Regions from separate parts of the Rattus norvegicus genome. Here region 1 is linked to region 2. A link is a contact called in public Hi-C data. All regions are on one chromosome and are shown on one strand. Each heading gives the region's core, a stretch centred on a gene start, on an enhancer-like site or on the middle of the called end of the contact. The rest is flanking DNA. Distances are from core to core; before and after follow the strand shown. Region 1 overlaps Ppm1f (protein phosphatase, Mg2+/Mn2+ dependent, 1F). Region 2 holds the start of Mapk1 (mitogen activated protein kinase 1).

Evidence for each region. A called contact is a pair of places that touch in the nucleus more often than the background predicts.
Region 1: a contact with region 2 is called in a Hi-C map of frontal cortex, with 2.1 times the contacts expected there. The contact joins the enhancer-like site here to the promoter of Mapk1 in region 2. A contact is called at or near these places in 2 of 12 Hi-C or Micro-C datasets (the A7r5 cell line and frontal cortex).

What each region holds. Positions count from the first base shown.
Region 1 is chr11:97,566,064-97,572,874 of GRCr8, reverse strand. It overlaps Ppm1f (protein phosphatase, Mg2+/Mn2+ dependent, 1F), which reads left to right. Exons shown (of 8, transcript NM_175755.2): 8 at 740-1,608. The coding sequence ends at 1,119. Among named protein-coding and RNA genes, the nearest start is that of Ppm1f, 29 kb to the left of the region's middle. Within about 2 kb of position 5,269, at least 28 of the 93 cell types and tissues checked have an H3K27ac peak or open chromatin away from gene starts, as enhancers often do.
Region 2 is chr11:97,524,284-97,531,244 of GRCr8, reverse strand. Mapk1 (mitogen activated protein kinase 1) reads left to right here and starts at 3,420. Exons shown (of 9, transcript NM_053842.2): 1 at 3,420-3,746. The coding sequence starts at 3,634.

The sequences.
Region 1 (6,811 bases), core at 4,020-6,519, 40 kb before region 2:
TGCCATGGTCCTGCTGCTGCTGCTGCTGCTTAAACCAGGCATGACGGCACACACCTGTAATCCATCCTAGCATTCTGCAGGAAGATCAGAACTTCAAGGCTATCCTGGACTACATAGGCTATTTGAAGCCAGCCTGGTCTAGAGATCTTCACACAAATAATAATGCTCAACTAGAAACAGAAAATTAGGGGCCCTCTATAGGGCCCACGAAAGTACAGCGGGAAACGTCTAGTCAGGGATAAATATTCAACAGATGAAGTATTCTGTAAGCTCATTCACGCTAATGATTTTTTTTCTCCAAAAAAAAAAAAAAAAAAAAAAAGAGTTTAAGATTCTTTTTCCTCTTGGAGCTTCCCATTCTTCTCTGTCTCCAGTCACTGCTGAAACCCAACTCAGAGAGCATCCCGCCCCTTCCAACAACGCCATCTCCACCTAATCCCTGGAGTTTGGTGTCTGCCCTCTCACCCTCCTAAAGAGTCTTTGTTGGCTCCTTCCTCTCTCTGCCTGTCTCTGTGCTGCTCTGACTGTTCATCTGTCTTCAGGCACACCGGAGGTGGCAGCCTTTCCTAGAGTGAGCTGCTCCAAGGAGCCTGGGGATGGCTCCCCGACAGAGTGTGGGAAGCATTAAGCAGGCGACCCCTCGAGGGCCAGCTGGGCTCCTGTACCTGCATGCCCTTGGGGATGGTTCTAAGCACATGGGACGTGGGAAACAAAGGTTCCTCTGCTTGTTCATTCCCAGGGGATGTCTTCCAGAAGCCTTATGTGTCTGGCGAGGCAGATGCAGCATCCAGAGAGCTGACAGGCTTGGAGGACTACCTGCTGCTTGCCTGTGACGGTTTCTTCGATGTCGTCCCCCACCATGAAATCCCGGGTCTTGTCCATGGCCACTTGCTCAGGCAGAAGGGCAGTGGGATGCACGTTGCTGAGGAGCTGGTGGCTGTAGCCCGTGACCGGGGTTCCCATGACAACATTACAGTCATGGTGGTTTTCCTTAGGGACCCCCTGGAGCTGCTGGAGGGTGGGGGGCAGGGGGCAGGGGGTGCCCAGGCAGATGTAGGAAGTCAGGACTTGTCCACTGGCCTCTCAGAACTTGAGATCAATACCTCACAGAGAAGCTAAGTGGTCCAGGCCCCCAGGCCCCATCCCTCTGCCCTTGTGACCCTCCCCTTCAAAGACCTTAGATCCAACAGGTATAGTGGGCAGGGGTGCACACCCTCACAGCATTCCCTTAGCACCCCAGCCCTTCATGTTGCCTGCCACAGCCTGTTCTCATGGCTGCAGAACTGTAGGCACCAATGGATCTCAAGGAAGCATAGGAAAATGACCTCACAAAAGAATAGATGGCTGAGGTGATCAGGGCAGGACAGGTCTGGGGACAGAAACCACAGGCACCTGCTGGCAGCCTAACCAAAAGCATAGGTCAAGTCTTAGGAACCCTCACACAGACCCTGGGGTAGGATCCAGCCCAGACTGTGGCTTCTCACTGTCCCCAAGTGAGGAGGGTTTGGTCTGTACTAACACACAAGCTCACAGTCCTGCTTGACTGCTGGCTTCCCAAAGAAGTTGACATTGGTCTTGCTGGGAGGAGCACCAGGAGAGTGGCCACTGCCACTCCACTCTTAACTTAGTACTAAGTCATTAGGCCTCTCTCTGTCCCTTGAGCTTCCTGGGGAGGTGAAGTCAGATGTGTGCGTCTTTGTTTGTGTGCTTGGATTTACTGCAGGGAAAGGTCTAATCCAGAATCAGTATTCAGACTTCGTCATGCTGTATCAGTGCCAAGGTGACCCACAGGGTCATGTAACTTAAGCAAAGCTTAGCATTTATTTTATTCCTGAAAACTTAAGTATTTTACTTTTTTGTGTGTTCGTGGAGACATTTGCAGTATTACTGATATTTTTTTTCCTAAATCAGGATGGAAACAAACTTTTCCAGGTTATGTTAATAAGCCACTTAAGTGCCTTAAACAGTTTTGGTGTAGATGAGAATTGCTGGGCACGTCATGGATCCTGATAGGCAGACATGTTGAGGTTCTCAAAACAGCAAGCAGCATTTGTTGTGGGAAGGCATGCTTTGAGCCAGATCTCTTTCTGGGAAGGTCCTTTTGTTCTTCTGGGCACCTCAGAACTTCCTTGAACTGACTATGGGCATCTGGGATGGCACTGGCCTCCTTGCCAACCTTGGAGTCTGGCTGGGTCCCGCCCAAGAGGACCTTACTGCTTTTGGCTAGAAGTTCAAGACTCTCTTAGTGTGTTTGCAGTTAGTTGATAGAGTCGTTGAGGACAGCGCTCCGGTGAGGAGCTTTGGCCAGCCCAGCAGTCCACCACCTTTCTCCTGCTAGACTCTGTCCAGTACCTGAGCAACACGAAAGACCTCCACATCCCTAGAGCAATGGTGTATAAAGTCAGGCAAGGAAACCAGGTGGGGGAGGCAGAATACCAGAGTAGAAGGACTAAGGAGACCCTCAGCAAGGGCCAAGTGTGAGTCAAGGCTGCTCCACGCAGACACTGGCAGGTCCAGAGGATAATGGGTGGCTTAGCAGAGGCTCAGGGAAGGAGCAGCAGGAAGAATGTGGTTTTGAGGTCCCCGTGGAGGAGTCATAGTCCACCTCTGGAGAGCAAAGCCCCAGCAAGACTTGCAGAGCTTCGCCCAGTGCAGCTAATCCCTCTTTCAAAAGAAGCAAGGGTTCTCGTGCTCTTCCCTGAGGCAGGTCCACAGTCCAGCAGTAGAGGGCGAGCCAGCCAAATGCAGTTGGGCACACCTCCTGCATGCTTGGCATTCACCCATTCCCACAGCAGGGATGGAAGAGTTGGGGCCATGGAGTTAGTTCAAGTCTCCTGATAGGAACATGACTGCCCACCATAATCACTAGGTATTGCTTACTTGAAGGTCTGCTGCCTTCTGGGGTCAAAATCCAGGACCCTCAGTACCATCTCAAGACGGGGTGCAGTAACCTTGATAGAGGGAGATGTTGACTTTGGTTTTCTCCCATTTTTGCTAACCCATTCGTTGCTGGTAAGAGTGGAATTTGGGCCCCCTGGGTGGTCTGGATTCATACTCACGTGTAAAGCTGTGCCAAATATCAAGGCCTCAGTGTTAGGGGAAGCCCCTTTCCCAGGCTTGTCTGAGGGCTCCCCCACCCCTCAGTTCATGTGCACTGGTGATAACCATGTCTCTGCCTGGCAGTGGTCAGGGACCAACATCAGGCACTGCTCCATCCTGGTCCAGTGGCCAAGGGAGACCACATTCGTCCGAGTTAGTCCTTAGGCACAGAGAAGAACTCTTCTATCTTGACTGGAGCTGCCAGTGCTAAGCCTACAGGACTTCTTGGCCTCTTCAGGCCCTCATCCCAAAAGAATCCCCTAAGCAGAATGATTCCACTTCTCAAGTCCCCACCTTGCCACCATCACATTGTGTGAGCTGAACCAGCCACCGTACTTCTTGGGCCTCAGGTACTTTTTAGGGTAAGGCATGGAGAGTATGCATAGCATTACCGGGAGCTGCCAGAGAAGGGGAGCCCATCCTCCACCAGCAGCAGAGAGGGATTCAGTATTATTAGTGTCTATTCTTAAAATTAAGTGGGCTGGAAAAGAGCTGAGTTACAGGCGCCAGTGTCTTGCATGGATACAAAAGCTGAAGCCGTCAGCCTGCCTTTGCAGTACAGCTGCCTCCCAACTAGGGCCTGGGGGCGTAAGAGGTGGGAGGGCACAAGGAGTGTTGAAGCAAGGTGTCTGAGGCACAGCTTTGGGAGTCTCAGAACTCGTGGGAGGGGTATCAGCACCTGGAGGTCTTAAAAGCCCTGCTGTTCACCATGATCTGTCTGCCCCTGCCCTCTTGGGCTCTGCACGAAGTGCCCCTCTCTCCCAGTGGTAAGTTTCAGCATGGGTGTCCTGGCTACCTCAACTGTATTCTCAGGCCAGGAGGATGGCTCTGGCCATACTGTAGGGAAGCCAGGCCAATTTGTGTGACGCAAGCTGGGCTGGTTTGCTTCAGCATCTGTAGCCTCCAGGGACCGTCTTCTGGAGTCCCGTGCTTTTGCACTGGACTCTTTGGCTTTACCAAACACACCAAGCTTTGCCATTTACATGCCATGTGGGCCTTGCCAAGGGTTATTTCAGGGGGCTTCCTGGGAGTCTTGTTCTAAGACACCATGTTCCTTTAGTCTTAGAGACAAGTCCCAAGGTTATGAGCTCATAGGACAGTCTTCCCCTGGGGCCCCTATACTGGTGTCAATAAACCATATATTCAAGATTCCTGAGTGCTACTGCGTCTGTCCCCTGTGTGCCTGTCTACAGTTAACCTGTGTATCCAATACTCAAGTATTTTAAAAGAAGGTGTTCTAGAGAGTTCAGCCCATGGTTGATCCCGTGTGCTTGAGCAGGAACACGTGACAGACTTCATGACTGTCTACCTCAAAGCCAACCCAAGAAGAGTGGAGAGAAGTGACCGGGGACCCACAGGATGTGATCAGCTTCCAAAACCCAAGTCCTGCCTGCTGGTTTCCGCAATTTCCCAAAATAGCACCAACAGCTTGGTACTTGGGACAGAGCATTGAAAACCTGAGCCTTCAAGAGACATGGTGGGTCTGGGGACCTCTTGGCATCCAGGGTGTGTTTGGAAGCTGCTGAAGATTTGAGAAAGTACCTAGCCAGCTGGTCCTGGGACTCATCCTGAGATTGTCCATCCCACCAGCTGTGGGGTAGAGGGTCAGGCCCCTGGGGAACCCAGCATTCGGGCACTGAGTACAAGGTCCTCCAGTGAGTTGGGGCCACCTCTGGACATAGACCCTCACAGAACCACCTGCATGGGCACTAAAGCGCCAGGCATTTCTTGGGCTTCCACCCTGCTCTCTGCCTGGCACTTGCCATGTCCTTCATGCAGGGCCAAGGGCAGAAGCTCACAGAAGACGGGGTGCACAGTGGGAAGCACAGCCCGGGGGCTCTGGTGAGTGAGTGCACTGAGCGCCCACTGCTGACTTCTGAGACGCGGTTATGGGTCACTCTTTTTGTTTACATTTCCCCTAAGTTCTGTTTTCTCAGCACAGCAGACATGCTTTTGTGTTCAGTCTAATTTTATCTCAGTAGAACAGACAAATGTTAAAATTCCACGGTTTTGGGTTTATTGTCTGGAAATACCCAAATAAATTGCTTTCACATTGTTGTGACTAAAACACTGAAGAAAAGCAAGTGATGGAAGACAGTTCATTTTGGCTCACAACCCATCCAGGTAGGGTGTGAGGCCAACCGAGCAGCCCAGAAGAACAGATCTCATCCATACAGAGGAAGCAGGGCCAGCTACAAACCTTCAAAGTCCACCCCCCAGTGACCCACCACTACCCTCCACTGCACTTCCTGGAGGCTCCATAACCTTCCCAAACAGTGCCACCAGCTGCAGACCAAGTGTTCAGATCTCCGGGGACATTTCATACTCAAGCCACCACACCGAATAATCCAAAAACACCACTTAAAAATCTCTAAGGAGAGTCATAAAGAGCTTAGGGTTGCCATGGAAACAAAGCTGCAGCACAGAGCTGTGCATCAGGATTTAAGCACAGTTCTAGAACGGAGCCAAGTTAAAAGATGGTGTGTGCTAAGTCTAGAAACATGCTTGCCAAGAGCAACTGAAATACCTGACTTGTAGTGAGTCTGCTTTAGGCTGGACGTGGTGATGCACACCTTTAATCACAGCACTGAGGGAGGCAGAAGTAGGGTGATCTCTGAGTTCTAGGTTAACCTGATCTACAGAGAAACGCTGTCTTGAAACCTCAGCTGGTGAGATGTCAGCAGTAGCATAAGAGAGGGATGTTAAGACTAAGGGTCTCTCCACAGACCTCGTAGTGCCTGGGCAGCCAGGTAGATCCACAGTCCAGGTAGCTAAATCAGGGTATGAAGGGCGGCAGCTGAGGGAGCCTGCCCTGATGGCGAATTTCAATGTCAGACAAGGCTCACTGATCTAATGAAAAGCTTGAAACTACAGAACCCAGTGACTGGTCCTTAAAGACTTGCCAGAACAGGTAAGGGACCTGCCTCAGAACAATTATAGCAAGTGGCCTTTAAGAGAGACCTACCTGGATCCACTGAACTCCCCATCTGACTCTAGACCTGCAGCCCTCCGTCCCTCCACAGTGACTTGCAACTCCTGCCACCTCACCCACCTTGCTGGTTAGAATGGAATTTGCTCCCAAAGTCTTCAGTGCAATAAGCACATGCAGGGTCAAGTGGATTGGAGCCCCCAGTACCCAAGAAACCGCTCTTCAGGACAACTGAAAGCTGCCTCGGTACCCTTGGGGATCAATACATCATTTCAAGTCAAGACAACTGAGAACCGGCAGGGGCAGGGCTCAGTCCAGCCATGTAGAAGACATCATCCTGACATCTCACACAGCTCCGAGGGATAACAGGGCATCCCACAAAGCCATCTACCAAATCTCCACCAAGAGTGGAAGATATACTGCCTGCAAAGCCTACACGAGCAGTTCTTCAACCCGAGGAAGAGGCAGTTTTCAGAATCTCTGTGGTTTCTGTCATTTGGTTTGTGATTCCTTCATCAAACAGGGCGGGGGAGGGGGGATGCAAGTGAGGGTAGGGTGGGTCATCCAAAACTGAGAGTGTGCGAGATGCTGGAAGAAACCTGTTACTACTGTATAAACTATCTCAAGTCAAGATGCTCCTCCCTTGCTCTCACTCTCTCTCTCTCTCTCTCTCTCTTGCTCTTCCCCCTCGTCCCTTCTCTCCCCATTCCCCGCCCCCACTTTCCTCCACATGCTCATGGCCGGCCTTTACTCCTCTCCTCGTCTACTCTTCTCTCATTAAAC
Region 2 (6,961 bases), core at 2,171-4,670:
TCAAGTTCAAAAGGTCCCCATGGTTTTTCTACTCAACACTGTTTAAAAGTCCAAAGCCTCTTCTGAGACTCAAGACAACTTCTAATTGTTACCTCTTGTAGATAAAAAAGTAAATGACATACTTCCAACATATAACAGTATAAAGTATATGTTACATTCCATTGAGAAACTACTGGACCAAAGCAAGCCCGAAACCCAGCAGGGCAAAGATCAGATTCTCTGGGTCTGTGGGCAGTGTCAAAGTGCTTAGCTTCCCTTCCAGGGATTTTGTCTGTATTATACATTTTTCTCTTGGCCTGTGTGCAGCTCTTCTTGGTAGACACCCCATGGCTACAACATCTAGTAGTCTCCACTAAAACTAGCTTCACTTTCACAGCTTTATGCAACACTGTCTCTCAGGGCTCTCATACAACCCCTTCTCTCATGTATACCAGCATCGTGTGGACGGTATGTCAGATTTAGCTTCCTCAGCTATTTTTGGGATATGTATAGTTTTTTGAATTCCTATAATTACCTCAATTATTGTCTTTCTTGTTTTTAAAGATTTACTTATTTATTATACATAGGTACATTGTAGCTATCTTTAGACACACCAGAAGAGGGCATCAGATCTCATTATAGATGGTTGTGAGCCACCATGTGGTTGCTGGGATTTGAACTCGGTCGAACAGTCAGTGCTCTTAACCACTGAGCCATCTCTCCAGCCCATTCTTTCTTGTTTTTTAAGGACAAGGTCCTAGTATGTAAACCTGTCTGGGGAAATCCCGTGATTAAAATCATACAATGCTATCCTAGATAATTTTCTTTCTTTTTTTTTTTTTTTTTTTTTGGTTCTTTTTTTTTTTTTTTTTTTTTTTCGGAGCTGGGGACCGAACCCAGGGCCTTGCACTTCCTAGGCAAGCGCTCTACCACTGAGCTAAATCCCCAGCCCCTGATAATTTTCTTTCTTAATGGATTTTATGACTTAGCAAAAGTTTCTCATGTCCACCTTTTATGCTGTTGACTTGTTCTTCTGTGTCATCAGGTAAGTTTACTGTTTCAGCTGATAATTTTATGTTGGTTAATGGGATTTTAATTTCATGATACTATCCATCTATCCTGGTCTTTAAAAAATACATTTTTATAGAGCCATAGTATTAGGTGTCTTCTGAAATAGATTCTGTTAAATGAACTAATGTATTTCGAAGGGCTAATAAATCTAAAATCTGTCATAGGCTAAGTATGCACTTCACCACTGAGGGATACCCCAGTTCTTCTCTTTATTATTAAAGATTTACTTTTTTTTTTTCCAGAGCTGGGGACTGAACCCAGGGCCTTGTGCTTGCTAGGCAAGCGCTCTACCACTGAGCTAAATCCCCAACCCCCAAAGATTTACTTTTTTATCTTTGAGATTGCCTAGTTAATCTTTATTGATGTCTAGAAGACCAGACTTGATATCCCTAAGTTAGACCTCAGTGTTGGCCACACAAGAGTTTGCTTCCAGGGATGGCAGAAAAGTACCCGAGAGACTGTAGTAGCCACTCACTATCTCCTTATCTCTGCTTTTCTGGGCACCACCAACTTTGACATTCCAATTTCATTCCTCAGTTTAGTGGTGTTTGTGATCGTTTTTTTTCCCCTAAATTTTGTTCATCTTTTTCAGCCATTCTAACTGTGCTGTGTTTCAGTATGCCCATCTGTACCAAGCAGGCGTTGTGGGACAAAACTTTTCCTGGGGAGACATTACACACGTCTCCTCACTACAAAAAGGAGCTCACAACAGAGCAAAGTGTGGGTGCTGCCAAAGTGGAAGAGTGTCCTTCCAAGTGCATAGTTGTCTAAACCACTACCTGGCAATTGGTAGAGCTTTGCCTCCTCCGGGTAGCTGGTCTCAAGAGTCTTTGCAGCTCACCTGAGCTCCATTTCAGAGGGACTCTCAGCTTTTATTGCTTACTCTGGTGAGAGGGGCCTAGTGAATCTGGTCAGTTTCAAGGACTTCTTAAACTCCGTTGAGTTTTTTGATTGTTTTTTTTTGTTTTGTTTTTGTTTTTGTTTGTTTGTTTTTTGCTTTTTTTGTTTTTTGGTTTTTTTTTTTTTTTTTTTGAGACTCTTGGCTATCCTGGAACTCATTCTGTAGACCAGGCTGGCCTCCCATTCTTAAGAGATCTGCCCCACTCTGCCTCACAAGTGGTACATGTGAGGCACCACACTGACTTGCTCCTTTCAGTTTTTTACCTTATTGTTTAAGGAGTTACCCCTCCGGATAGAATGTTTCAATCCTTCAGGAAAGTGTTACACAGCACCTGAATCCAAGTCCCGGAATTTCACTGTCTTTCTCCAGCGTCCCCACCCACAGCTCTTTATATTTTCCCTTGGCTTTTTATTTCTTCACAACACTTAAGTGCAAATATTGTATTTTGCCTGTCTTTTCACTCTGGAAACATGGCTGGCTCCAATGCTATAGGTATTAAGCAAATTTTCTTGAAGAAACCTCTAATTAGGGGATTCAATGTCTTGTGTTTTGGTTTCTACTTATTTATGTCTCACACTGTTAGGTGTGCGTCACCAGTAAGAAGGTAGATATACGTAGTTAGTATAAGAAAAGTTATATTTTATTATGCTGAAGGTCATCATGCAAGGTTTACACTCTAAACTCCTTACATTCCTAAGCCTGTCTTCCCAAGGCTGTTCACCTGTGTGACCTATCTTAGCTTCAGGTCAGGTCTAATCTCTAACAGAAGTCTCTGATTTGAGGGTCAGGATTCTGAGGGAGATTCTCTAGCCACAGAACAGATCAAGGTGCATCTCTCCAGATACGTAGAGCAAAGCATTGCTTTTGGTCTCTGCTTATATTTTGTCCAGTAGGCATCATGGGATTCTAGGACTATGTCATCTCCATGTCACTGGGCTCTGGGTATCAGGAGCAGCCTTAGGTACTGTAGGGTTCCTGACTAATCTGTTTTTATATGTCCAAAAGGCATCTTTTTTATTTATTATTCTCATTACAGGGTGAAAATATTTTTCTGGGTCTGGGTCATCTTTTTGGTTTCTGTCCCACTCTGACGGTCTAAGTGCATAAGAGTGCAGAATGTGGGCCACGTATTCCTAGAGGCCTGTCTGTCTCAGGGGTCCCGTGGCTGGTGTGCAGTGAGTCCTCTGGTCTCAAGTCCCTGGTCCCGCGCGAGTTCGTTCTGGACCAGGTACAGTGGTGGGACTCTGTGGGGTCATTATGCCTAAGTTCCAATCTAGCTTTCTAGAGCTACCCAGCCCTTAGCTTTCTGAACGCACGTGACGTCCCTCCCCCGCAGCCGCAGTGCTCCTGGCTTACTTCGCTGCTTCCGCCGGCCCGCGAGACTCCGCCCTCTCTGAGGGGAGAAGCCAATCATCACGCACGCCCTTGACTCCGCCCTAGCGCCCCTCGACGCGAGTCCTTCCCTCCTCCCACTCGCTGCCCGCCCGCCCGTCAGGCAGGAAGGCAGGCAGTGGTTCTACCGGCGGTTAGTTCTCTCTTCTGTGTTGTCCTCCCTCCTCGTTCCCGATCGCCGCCAGCGGCTGCTACACGGGCGGCGGCGCGGTTCCTGTGGGAAGCGCAGCACAAGTCGAGCGGTAACCGCGAAGCGTCGAGCCCAACGCGGCGGAGGCTGTGCAGCCAACATGGCGGCGGCGGCGGCGGCGGGCCCGGAGATGGTCCGCGGGCAGGTGTTCGACGTGGGGCCGCGCTACACTAATCTCTCGTACATCGGAGAAGGCGCCTACGGCATGGTTTGGTAAGTGTCTGCGCTGGTTTGCAGGCCCGGCCTCACGCGGTCATCCTGTGCCCCCTGCCTATGGCTGATCTGGACGCAGCTGCGGCCTTTCCCGCGCCTTGGCCTCGCGGTCCGCGGCGCCCCCGGACCCGTGGCTTCTCCTTGGCCCGCACTCCTGGGGCCCTGGGGCGGGGTCCCGGGGGCCCTTTCGAGGTTTAAGTGTTGCTCTGCTGCTTCCTGAGCTGACCCTTCGTTTGCTGTTGGAAGGGCATCTCAGACCGAGGCCAGGACTCGAAGACTCCCGGGCTTGGTCTCGAGCGCGTACTTTCGAGGCTTCTCCCTTGGGTCGGGAACGGAAGTGCACCATGTCCCCTAGTTCATAGCGTTATAGCCGCCGCCTTTTGACATTAGATTAAAACTAGGAATTCCATTAGATGCATGTCCGTGGTGGTGGCGGCGGCAATGGTTTTGCAAGACGGAATAATGGGCTTGTGTGCTGAGCACCAAAATATTTTTATTCTCTCTGTGTACGTGAACAGCATTCACAAAATATCTTCAGTAGAGCTAATGATGCGTTCTACCTCAGGCTTTCTAAAAAACAATGACACAGCGTTGGTTGTGGATATACTGAAATCTTGAAGTTTCAAAATGGATTTAAATATCATACCGATTGTGTTTCAGGAAGGATAAACCAGCATCACTCTTAGAATTATTAAGATGTATTTGGAGTTAGGCCTAACTCCAAATTTGACTTTAAATTACCCCGTCGTTACCCTCAAAAGTACATGTGAATGTATCCATAGGTATTAGCCCTATTTACTGTGGTCGTTTCCCTAACGTTTTAGTGTTCACTATATATACACAACCACTTACAGTACTTTCTGCTTGTGGAATGAAGTGTATTGTTTTAATTAAAGCAAGTTCATTTATCGAAGGTTTCTGAGGTAGTTAATTTTACTTGGATAGCCATCTTGAAGAAAGAGAAGACACCCTTTTTCAGATAAGGTATTGAAAGGAAGTCTTTTTCCCAAGGGTGAAGAACTAGAATCATGCTTTCTATATATAGAAAGATCCTGGTTTAAATGCTTCAGCTCCTCAGCTATGATTGCACACGCCTTTCCTTGATTTATTAATAATTTCAGAACTTCAGCATATTTTCCTGATGAACAAGTCTATTTCAGAAATGCATTCAAATTTGAATGGTCATAATTTTAGAAATGCCAAGAAAGATGTGTTTTCACCAAGTGTGTTAACTAGGTAGAATAATTAACTTTCCTTTTTAAAGGACCGGAGAATAGTTATATTCTTATGAGCAAAATGTTTCATAGTATACAATTATGAAGGTAAAAGTGAACTGGACCTGCGAGTCAAAGGGGAAATTAAATTTAGGTCACGGTTACAAGAAAGTCTTTGTAAAGGAATGGGGAAAAATTACTTTCCACATCACATCTGTCTTGCATGTATTACTGCCCTTGCACTTGCTGGTAAGTATGCCAGTAACTCTTATTATTGACACTCAAATGATTACCCACCATAGTCTCATTTATTTAAAAAAAAAAAAAGAATAAAAAAGCTTACTTTAAATAGAGACAAAAAAATTTAGGACCACCTTAATAAGATGGATTGTTTAGATCCTGTTGCTATTGACCTTTGAAGTTTCCGCTTGCTGTGCAGAATTCTTTTTAAAATTCACATTTTAGGGGTGGAGAGATGACTCAGCAGTTAAGAGCACTGGCTGCTCTGGGTTCGATTCCAATGACAGCCTAGTCTGTAATTATAGTTCCAGAAGATGAGATGTTCTCTTAAGTCATGCATTTAAGCAAGACATTCATATGCATAAAATAAATAAAACTAATTAATTTTTTAAGACAAGGTTTCTCTGTGTAATCACCCTGGCTATCCTGGAACTCAATTTGTAGATGAGGCTGGCACCTACAAATTTTAATTTTAAGAAAAATACAAATATAATTGAAATTTAAATCCAAGCATCAGCCTCTTATCTCCAGATAATGTATCTTAGTATTTATTTAATATTCTTAATTGTGTGTCATTATCATCTGATTATTGCTGAGTTTATGGCAGCTTCTCAGCTTAAGTATCCACTTGAATAGTGATCTTTAAAAGCTGGAAAGACGGGGTTGGGGATTTAGCTCAGTGGCCCTGGGTTCGGTCCCCAGCTCCGAAAAAAAGAAAAAAAAAAAAAAGCTGGAAAGACGGCATAGTGGTTGAGTACCTGCTGCTTTTGCAGGACCTAAGCTCAGATCCCTGCATCTGTGTTACGTGACACTACCACCCACCACCTACTGCACCCCTCCTTCCAAGGGCATCTACACACATGTGGTCCAACGAAGACTCACTAGGGTACACACCCTGGAAACTGATTTAAGAATAACTCTTTAAAAAAATTACTTGGGGGTTGGGGATTTAGCTCAGTGGTAGAGCGCTTGCCTAGGAAGCACAAGGCCCTGGGTTCGGTCCCCAGCTCCGAAAAAAAGACCAAAAAAAAAAAAAAAATTACTTAAGGGATTTTCAGCCGTTCTTAGCAGGATTTCCGTAAAGCAGGTCGTGGAGAATTGTGCCTATTTGTTCAAGCTCCCTTCATAATCATTATGTAGAAGACAAAAAGATAAAATGTGGGTGTGGGAGGTGTAGCAGTTAAGAGCTACAACCAGAATTCAGTTCCTAACAGCTTGTAACTTCAAGTAGTCTTGATGTCTCTGACCTCTTATGGGTTCTTCTGTGTGCACACATATGTATGTATATGAATGCACATAATTAAAAATAAAATGTTTTTAGAAGAAGACTGGGTTTTGAGTTGGGCATTTAAGAGTGGGTGTGATTTTGATAGGCAGATAATAGGAACAAGTAACAGCTTGAGCTGATGAGTCTAACCTTAGAAAAGTATTTAGGTAAAACACCGTAGAGGACTCCGTAAGAAAAGGCGGTGGGAAAGAAAGCAGTGATGTTTTTGAGAGTTGTAGGCAAATTTAATTTTGGTGGTGATACAGCAATTAGGCCATTGTTGCCATCTCAAGGTACAGTAATTAAGTGTCATTGGAGAGGAGGACTCTTGAGCAGACAGAATCAGTCATAAGAGGTCTTGTGGAAAGTCATAAGAGATTTAATGAAGACAAGGTAGTTATAAGGTGGGGAGCCAAGAAAGATGGGTTTAGGTTTAAAGATTGCTGAGCTAAAATGAGAAGTGTAGGACTGGTGCCATAATCCAAGAGAGGGGG